Linked DNA regions of Mus musculus: region 1 is linked to region 2. A link is a contact called in public promoter capture Hi-C data. All regions are on one chromosome and are shown on one strand. Each heading gives the region's core, a stretch centred on a gene start, on an enhancer-like site or on the middle of the called end of the contact. The rest is flanking DNA. Distances are from core to core; before and after follow the strand shown. Region 1 holds the start of Fbxo9 (f-box protein 9). Region 2 has its middle 42 kb from the start of Klhl31.

What was found. Promoter capture Hi-C pulls out the DNA fragments that hold promoters and counts their contacts.
Region 1: a contact with region 2 is called in a promoter capture Hi-C map of hippocampal neurons, with 2.2 times the contacts expected there. The contact joins the promoter of Fbxo9 here to the enhancer-like site in region 2. A contact is called at or near these places in 5 of 39 promoter capture datasets (the C10 cell line, embryonic stem cells, frontonasal cranial neural crest and 2 more), 1 of 484 Hi-C or Micro-C datasets (B cells), 3 of 115 datasets of contacts at active chromatin or transcription factors (astrocytes, embryonic stem cells and extraembryonic endoderm stem cells) and 1 of 9 other capture datasets (liver).

Annotation. Positions count from the first base shown.
Region 1 is chr9:78,105,959-78,110,436 of GRCm38.p6, forward strand. Fbxo9 (f-box protein 9) reads right to left here and starts at 2,698. Exons shown (of 13, transcript NM_023605.2): 1 at 2,333-2,698. The coding sequence starts at 2,335. It also overlaps a transcript of Cilk1 not described here.
Region 2 is chr9:77,593,020-77,596,937 of GRCm38.p6, forward strand. No RefSeq gene overlaps it. Among named protein-coding and RNA genes, the nearest start is that of Klhl31, 42 kb to the right of the region's middle. Within about 2 kb of position 2,297, at least 21 of the 459 cell types and tissues checked have an H3K27ac peak or open chromatin away from gene starts, as enhancers often do. A contact at or near this core is called in hippocampal neurons, where this site is marked.

The DNA.
Region 1 (4,478 bases), core at 1,448-3,947, 510 kb after region 2:
ATCTCAGGCATTTTGTTGTAATGAGAAACTGATCTACTAGGAAATATGAGAGGGAGACTGTGAAATGCATGGATCCCACTGAGATGTATACATCTAAGAGTCTGAGTTATCACTGCAAATCCTAAATAGAGCTAATAAGAGAGGACCCGAGTCCCACGGAGTACAGCCCTCTTGCTGTTGTCGGGCAGTCGGACTAAGCTAGCCTGATCTGAAGAGCTTCCCGGCTCTAATGGGTTAGTGCTACTCAGTGTGCTGCTTGCTCTTCTGGGCCTGGATTGCCTTCTTCCTTGCTTAGCTGCATCTACTTCAACATTCAGTCAGCAGCATTTTCCAACTGTTTTCTGTCACCTTACAAATACATTCTTATTGAAATCACTTGTCTCCCTCAGTAGAAAGAGTGTATCGAAGGCAGAGAGCACATCTTTGTCACAGCTGGTACGTTTAGGACCAAAAGCACCACATGATTTTGGGTAAAAAAAAAAAAAAAAAAACCAGCATCATTAGTTTTTGTTAGTTGAAACAGGGTCTCATTGTGTATAGCCTAGGCTGGACTGAAACTCGATATGTAGACCAGGCTGGCCTTGAATTTGCAGTGATTTTCCTGCCTCAGACTCTCATGTGCTAGGAGGAATTTGAGTGTGAGCACTATACTGGGATCTCTTTCTTTGGAGAGACATCTGTGAGCTGGAGAGATGGTTCAGCAGTTGAGGGCTGGATAGTCTTCCAGGGGACCTGAGTTTGGTTCCCAGCATTCGTGTCCAGCAGCACACTGGAATTCTCTTTCTGGCCTCTGTGGGCACCTGCACATACACGGCATGGTGTCTCAGTTAGGGTCACTACTGCTGTGATGAAACACCATGACCGAAAGCAACTTGGGGAAGAAATGGTTTACTTGGCTTACATTCCCACATCACTACTCATCACTGAGGAAATCAGGGCAGGAACTCAAACAGGACACAATGGTGGATGCAGGAGCTGATGCAGAGGCCATGGAGGTGTGCTGCTTACTGACTTGTTCCTGCATGGCTTGCTCAGCCAACTTTCTCATAGATCCCAGGACCGGCCTGCCAAGGGATGGTACCACCCACAAAGGGCTGGGCCCTCCCCATCAATCACTAATTAAGAAAATGCCCTGCAGGCTTGACTGCAGCCTGATCTTTCGGAGACACTTTCTCAGGTGAGGCGTGCCTTCCTCTCAGATGACTCTAGTCTGTGTCAAGTTAACATAAATCTAGCACACACTTTAAAACATTAATTTAAGGAGAGGGAGAGAGGGAGGGAGAGAGAGAGAGATCTGTAAAGAGAATTAGTGATTCTGAATTCTGGGTCATCTTTTCAGATGTGATTAAAAGTTTATCACAGATCACAGTTAATAGGTTTGCTAATATTGAAGATCTGGTACTGCACCAAACCCCACACCATGCCAGGCTAGTCGGAGGCTCAAAAATAACTAGTTGAATACAGAATGCCTATCTCAGAACAGAATCCATTGTTAACCTTGATTTTGACAGTAGGAACTGGAATTTTACTACATTTAGTCGATTTTAATCCCACTTGAAATAAGCAGGAGCTTAGTTAATCATCAGTATTTTCATAGTTGAAAATTACTCAAGCATCATGGTATAGTTTAGTGGGTTAGTTTCTTCGCAGATGAGATTAACTGAACATAAAGAAGGTTAAGGGCTTAATCGTGGTTTGAGGACTACTTTTGAAAGTTTAGAAGAAGAATCAATTAGTGTGTTTTCTGTGCACCAGACTAGTTTCATAAAATAAACCGTTGCAGCCAATTCATGTTAAAAAAAAAAAAAAAGCCACTTGAGTGTTCTCCCAGTCAGTCTGGTATCTTTCATTCTTAAATCATCCAGCCCTAGCCGGAAACTAGTTTCTTAAGTCACTGCAGAGCCTACATACTCCATGCAACAGTCCCGTGAGACCGGAGCTGTCACACATGGAGCTTGGCGCAGTCTCTCCGTCCGCACAGCAGAGAAGCGGCTTAGGCCCTCGCTATCAAGAAACTTGGCAAGAATCCCTCCAAGTCCAGTTTGCCAGCACTGCCTGCGAATATCCTACCAGGGCCACTGACACCTCGAGGGCGTGCGTCCCAAACGTGGAGCTCCCGAAATCATCTATGGGCCGGGCTGCCAGAACAGAAGCGATCAACAAGTGTCACCGCTTGCCAGGGCCACCTCCCTTGTGCAGAAGCCAGGACAGGTCACCTGAGACCCGACTCCCAGCTCGGACAGTCTGGAGTGACCGAAGCGGGCCTTTCCTCGGCTATCCGTCAAACCCTGCCCTCACCACCCGGCCCTTGCTGCCCTCCCTCCTCGGTTACCATGCTGGCCGGCGGCCGGCCCAGTCGAGGGGCTTCCCGCGCCCGGCTCCCGGAGGGGTGGCGGCTGCCCGGTGTCTACTCCTGCCCGTCTGCTGCAGCGCGGCTTAGCAGAGTTCTCGGTCGGAGAAGCGCACCAGGCAGCGGCAATAACTGCGGGCCCGGCGTACGGCAGCCATTTTCGCGGGACAGGGGGCCGGAGGCAGGCGCGCTGCGGCGGCCGGGGACTCGAGCTGCGGAGGGGTCGCCGGTCGCCAGCGGAGGCCGAGCACCGAGCGAAGAGCTGAGCGTCGGCCCAGCAGGAGACGTCTGGACGCAGCGGCGGAGCTGCCTGCTCTGCTGCGGAAACTGCGCCGCCGCGCCGCGCATGCGCAATGCCGTCGTCGCCGTCGCCGCCGCCTGCTTGGCTACCAGCCACCCGTCGCGAGCTAGGGTGATGGGCCTACTGTGTGCAGCCGTCGGTGGAGCTAAGCTGGCCCGCCTCACTCAGCCCGCCTGTTTGATGCTGAGAACACCCAGGCAGGAAGGAGCAGACGTTAGCTCAAAATGTTTGAACCTGAATTTGGAGTAGAGCCCCCTGAGTCGATCCTAATTGGACATTAGGGGACAGTACTTTAGGCGCCCTGGACACTGGGTGCCCTGTCAGAATGAGAAAAGAGAGCGAAAACTCAACAATCATTGAACCCCACAGACTCTGAACCGAAGAAAACGTACGCTCATGTGTGCAGCCGGAGAGTGGTAACAGCCAACGCAAGTCACGTCGAACTACAGATCCCACAATACAACGGGGGAAGGACGGCCCTTTTCAAGGCCTGAAACCCGACTCCTGAAGGAGTGGACACTACAAGGGACGCTGGGATTTGTAGTCAAATGTTCCACGTTGAGCCGGAACTTACACCCACCCACCCCCAACCCGGTGCCACTTCTTACAGTCCAAACATCCGATTCCACGTCAATAGAAGGCACTTGGATTGCACATTTTAGAACTTTTTCACCTACAGGCATATGCTAGCAAAACTTACGGGCTTCCTGGCCTCTGACAGACATTTAGACAACATTTATTGAGTTTCTGTAAGTGTTAGAACCTAACAGCCAGGACGCTACATTCACCCGACTTCACAGAACTTAAAATTTTATTGTGCTACTTTATTCTGGAGCTCAGAAATGAAGTACGTCTTCGGCAAAGACATGGAGGTAAAAGGGGAGGGGTGCAACTTGATTACAGTAAGAAATTGCAAATCCTGTGTATGTTGTCTATTTAGTTAGTTTGTATTCCACTGAGTCCAGTTAATGCTGGAATATTGCCTTATCTTTTGGGCCTGATTTTGTAGAAATTATCATAATTTCAGTAGGCTGATGAATACACCTGTCGTGACATATCCAAAAGACAGCATCTCGGAACACTCTTTCCTGTCCCCGGGCTCTTACATTCTCTCCACCCCATCTTCTTTAATGTTCCCGGAGCTGGGGGCTGGGGAGTGGATATAGATATGTCCCATTTAGGGCTGAGCACTGTCACCTATTCTCGGCAGATTTTGTAAATAATGGAATCCACCTCTAGGTGGAGACTGTCCTTGGCTCCTCCCTTATAGACTAATCTAGTGGGATATAGGTCAGGGACTTGGCCCATGGGATTACCCCTAGGAAGGTGAAATCAATTTAAGACAATGTCATTTTTCTTCCAGAATCTAGGGTGTCATTCCCTAGAAGCCACCATGAGATTCAGGCAGAACCAGGTAAACTTTTTCTAGCTAGAGACCAAGAATGCTTTTACATTCCTTAACTAAAGCTTTGAGCTTCCTTGTCCTCCGAAGTTCCCCTTCCGGTCGTGTTCCACGCCTGTTTCTCTGCTTCAGTCTCATCCTCCTGGCTGTTTCCCGTTTTACAACTCGCCAGTCCTAGTTTTCCTAGTTCTTGAGGTGCTGTCTGTGTCCAAATTTAAATTATTTTATTAATGAGACTAAGAACCCTGGAAGGAGGCTTCTATTTCCTCGGAATCGTATGGTGGCTCTTCGGGGACTTCCCCGAGATTTCTTAACTGCCTTTTAATTCCTTTCTTTAAAAGACTTGCTTACTGTTACTTCTGTGTGTGTACGCTTGTGTAAGTTTATGTGCCACCATGAGTGTGAAGGTTCCTAAACAGGCCAGA
Region 2 (3,918 bases), core at 1,047-3,546:
CAAAGTTACATTTCTCTGCACTTTTGTCAGGTTCTGCGTCTTTGTTATTTAAATATTCGCAGTTCCTTGTCTGCTGCTCAAATTGAGATCTATGACAAGGAACTGAATCCCAGCACTGTCCATGCTATAAGCATATATCGGATACTTGACAAATGAATGAATGAATGAATGAATGAATGAATGAATCTCCAAGGTGTCTTCAGTTTGTACCATTTTCTGCTTGATGATCTCATCGCTTAGTGGCATTGGTCCCTTTCCACCAAGATCTGTGAGTTAGTAGTACGTTAGCCAGGACAAATTCTCTTTAGTTTGTTAATTAGCTAATATGATCACTGTACCACGTAACCAAATTCTCTAACCTAGGTAAAAAAAATTATTTTAAGATTTTTGTCTTAAAGCCACACATAGAACATCCATTTCTAACAATATAGAATATGTTTCACATTATAGAATGACTAGAAATGGTGAATAAGTTATGCCAAACACTCCTTTAAGTTTAATATGCAAGTGCTATAAGAAATATTCCTGCAGGGGACTCTTGAATAACGCTGTTTTCTGTGGTCAAGAGATACTTGAAGAATCATCTACTGAGAGGGATGAAGCAGGCACTTGGCTTAGCTCATTTTGGCTTCCACTGGAGGAAAACATCTTCCACCATAATCCACAATCACGACTTTCCTGGGCATGGATGTCGGTTTATCTCCCAGAACTCAAAACTCTTAGTCTGAATAACTGACATATTAATGGATTAATGAACTCTTACCCTTGGGCTGTTTGGCAGAAGCAAATGTTAATCTTTTCTAAAGGAGCACAAACCTAATCCAGGGCTCACAGGAGCCTCACAGGCAGAGGCTTAGACACTGGTCTATAATCCAAGTCTCTGCAACATTCAAAACACACACACACACACACACACACACACACACACACACACACACACACACACACTAGCATGGCAGAATGTATGAATGTCTGGGAATTTCAGGTCAGTCAGGTATCTACTGAATAGTCTAAAATGACTAAGCACATAAAACAATAAAAATTAGGAAAAACAGAACTGCAGAAAATAGCCCAATACAATGCTGATAAATGAAATACGCATTTGTGGACACTCAACAGGTATATAAGGAAGAACAAAGTGAGTATTAGCTAACTAAAAGATTATTCAGGGACCAAGATGGAAAGGATGCCTGAGAGATGCCCCAGACAGATAATATAAGGGGATGTCGATATTTGAATATAATATGACTAAGCCCTGGCTATCCTGGAACTCACTTTGTAGACCAGGCTGGCCTCGAACTCAGAAATCTGCCTGCCTCTGCCTCCCGAGTGCTGGGATTAAAGGCGTATGCCACCACACCCGACTTGCTTTACAAGTTTTTTAAAAGCTTGACTTAACAGATTCAGAAAGTTAAAAAGTGCTAAATGGTATAAGTAAGATCAAATCTGTTTATCCATGGTGCATGGTGTGTGTGTGTGTGTCTGTGTGTGTGTGTGTCTGTGTGTGTGTGTGTCTGTGTAACACTATCCATTCATCTGTATTTCATCATGGACAAGAAGAGCCCAAGAGAACCCAACCCTACATGAAGCACTAAATAGCAATTACCAGACTGTGGTGGCTTAATAAGATGTCTCCATAGTTTCAAGCTTCTGAATACTTGGTCCCCAGTTTGTGACACTGGAGTAGGTTTAAGAGCTATGAACTTGCTGGAGGAAGTATATCACGGAGGGTGGGTTTTGAGGTTTCAAATGCTATGCATTCTCCCCCCTCCTCTTTCCCTCTCTCCCTGCCTCTCACTCTCCCCACTTTCTGACTGTCTCTGTCTCTCTCCCTTTCCCTGTCTGTCTCTCTTTGTCCCTGTCTCTGTCCCTCTGTCTCAGTCTCTCTGTCACTCTCTGTCTTTCTCTGTCTCTCTATCTCTGCCTCTCTCAGTTAACAAACCCCTTTTGGTTCTTTTCATAGGGCTCTGCAGCTCCACAGCTATACCAGGAAGGGAATTCACAACTCTTTTTAATCTCTGGTTGCCTGGAACAAGGCAGAAACCTGCAGTTCCCAAGCAGACTTCTTTTCCATATTAGCATTGGAGTTAAAGCCTTAACTCCACAAACAGAAGGCACAATGTGGAGCAAGAGGTCTCTCGTCCCGCCTATCCTGCTTCTAGCTCGCCAGGGCTCTTAATGCGTCTATTGTTACCTAGCACTGGAAATAGCGCTTTCTCTCTTAAGCCTCACTGCTATTTGTACTTGTTCTGTGCTTGTTCAAAATGCCTGGCTGGTTGCTTTTATCTGCGGAAACTTGCATAATTCCAGGGGCGGTGCTGTACACATTTATTGGGGGAGAAAAACATGTTCTCTCCCAGCTGTGTGCGAGGCAAACAGAATCCAGTAAACAGGCATACATTTTATCAGGCCAGCTTGGGAATATAGACTGTCATGATCACTTTCCCAAGCTACAGAAACAACAGTGAATCAACTGCTGGGTTAATTAGAACCCAGACTCGCAGCCCATCCTCAGCTCGGAGAATGAGCACTATTTTCCTTTGCCCTAATTGCGTGATAATCTTAAATATCATCATTTTGTAAAAGACCCTGTAACTACAAATTACGCTGCCAACCATATTATTGGGTCTCAAAATGTGACTGCAGTTTGAAGACAGTTGCAACTTGCAAAACAAACACAAAGAAAAATGTCGTCACCAAAGAACAGCACTGTTACCAGGCAATAGGACCACTCTACCTCTCTGTGGATGCGGTGCTCTTTGCTTTCCAGTCCCCTGCCCCCCCCCCATATATTTAAAAAGACATCAGTCGGAGGGTGGGTGGGTGGGTGGATGGGGGCCGGGGAATGGAATATGGAGTGTAAAAAATAAATTTAAAATAAAACTAAAATTAAAAAAAAAAAAAGACATCAGAATGTCTCTTTGTCTTATCAGCAGATTACAGGTGACAGGAGGTAAATTCCAAAAAGCTGCCGGGATGGGTAATCTTTGAGTTTGACAGTCTTTCCTGGCAACAGCATTCCAGTGTGTCGGCAGTATGGAGGAGCCAATCACGAAATAATTGTATAAGATGCAAATGTCACCACCATTCCAATCAGTATCAGTGAAACGCAGACGCTAAAAGAACTTTCTATAAGTAAGCCTGATTAAACTCGGGGACCATAGCAGGCTACTTTGCTGTTAGATCATTACTATAGAATTTTATTTGAGCATTTGCTCCGAGAGACTACAGTGTTGGAAACTACAGAGCCCCATTTTGCCCAGGTGTGCTAGCACCAGGGGTGGGAAATCTAGGACAGGAAAAGAACTCATGTCAAGTAGAATGTGGAACATTATTAGAAAATTTAACCCCATTAGAATGGCAACAAGCCTTTTCTCAAACACACAGCTTCTCATGTGTGTGTGCGTGTGTGAATATATATACCAAACTAAAGGTAAAATGACAGGGTAGGTTGAGAAACTCGCGATAATTCCCAGCTAGTCTTTACAGATGTTCTTCTAGGCTATCGCCACTAGGGGGCAGGGCAGGCTGCTTCAATTTCCTAGGACATTTTCCCCACTAGGGGCGCTGTAAGTTATGGCGAGAAGAAGCAGGTTAAGTCTGAACTGACCATGGGATTACAGGGGTTAGGATTCCCCCTCGGGAATCTTAGTCTTATTAGTAAAAGAACTCAAGCATGGATTTCAATGTAAGCTGGCATGGAAATCAGACACATGATGAAAAAGCAGCTACAAGGTAGGATGTGAGAGGTAGGTAGCATTAGAGAAAGAGAATGGACGCCCAACGTATCAGGAAATGCATAGGATAGGTGGGGGGGGGGGGAAGAGGAGGAGGAAGAGGAGGAGGAGGGAGGGAGGGAAGGAGGGAGGAAGAAATTGTCTAAGTTGTACCTCTCCCTCCAAAGCTCATGGTGGCTCC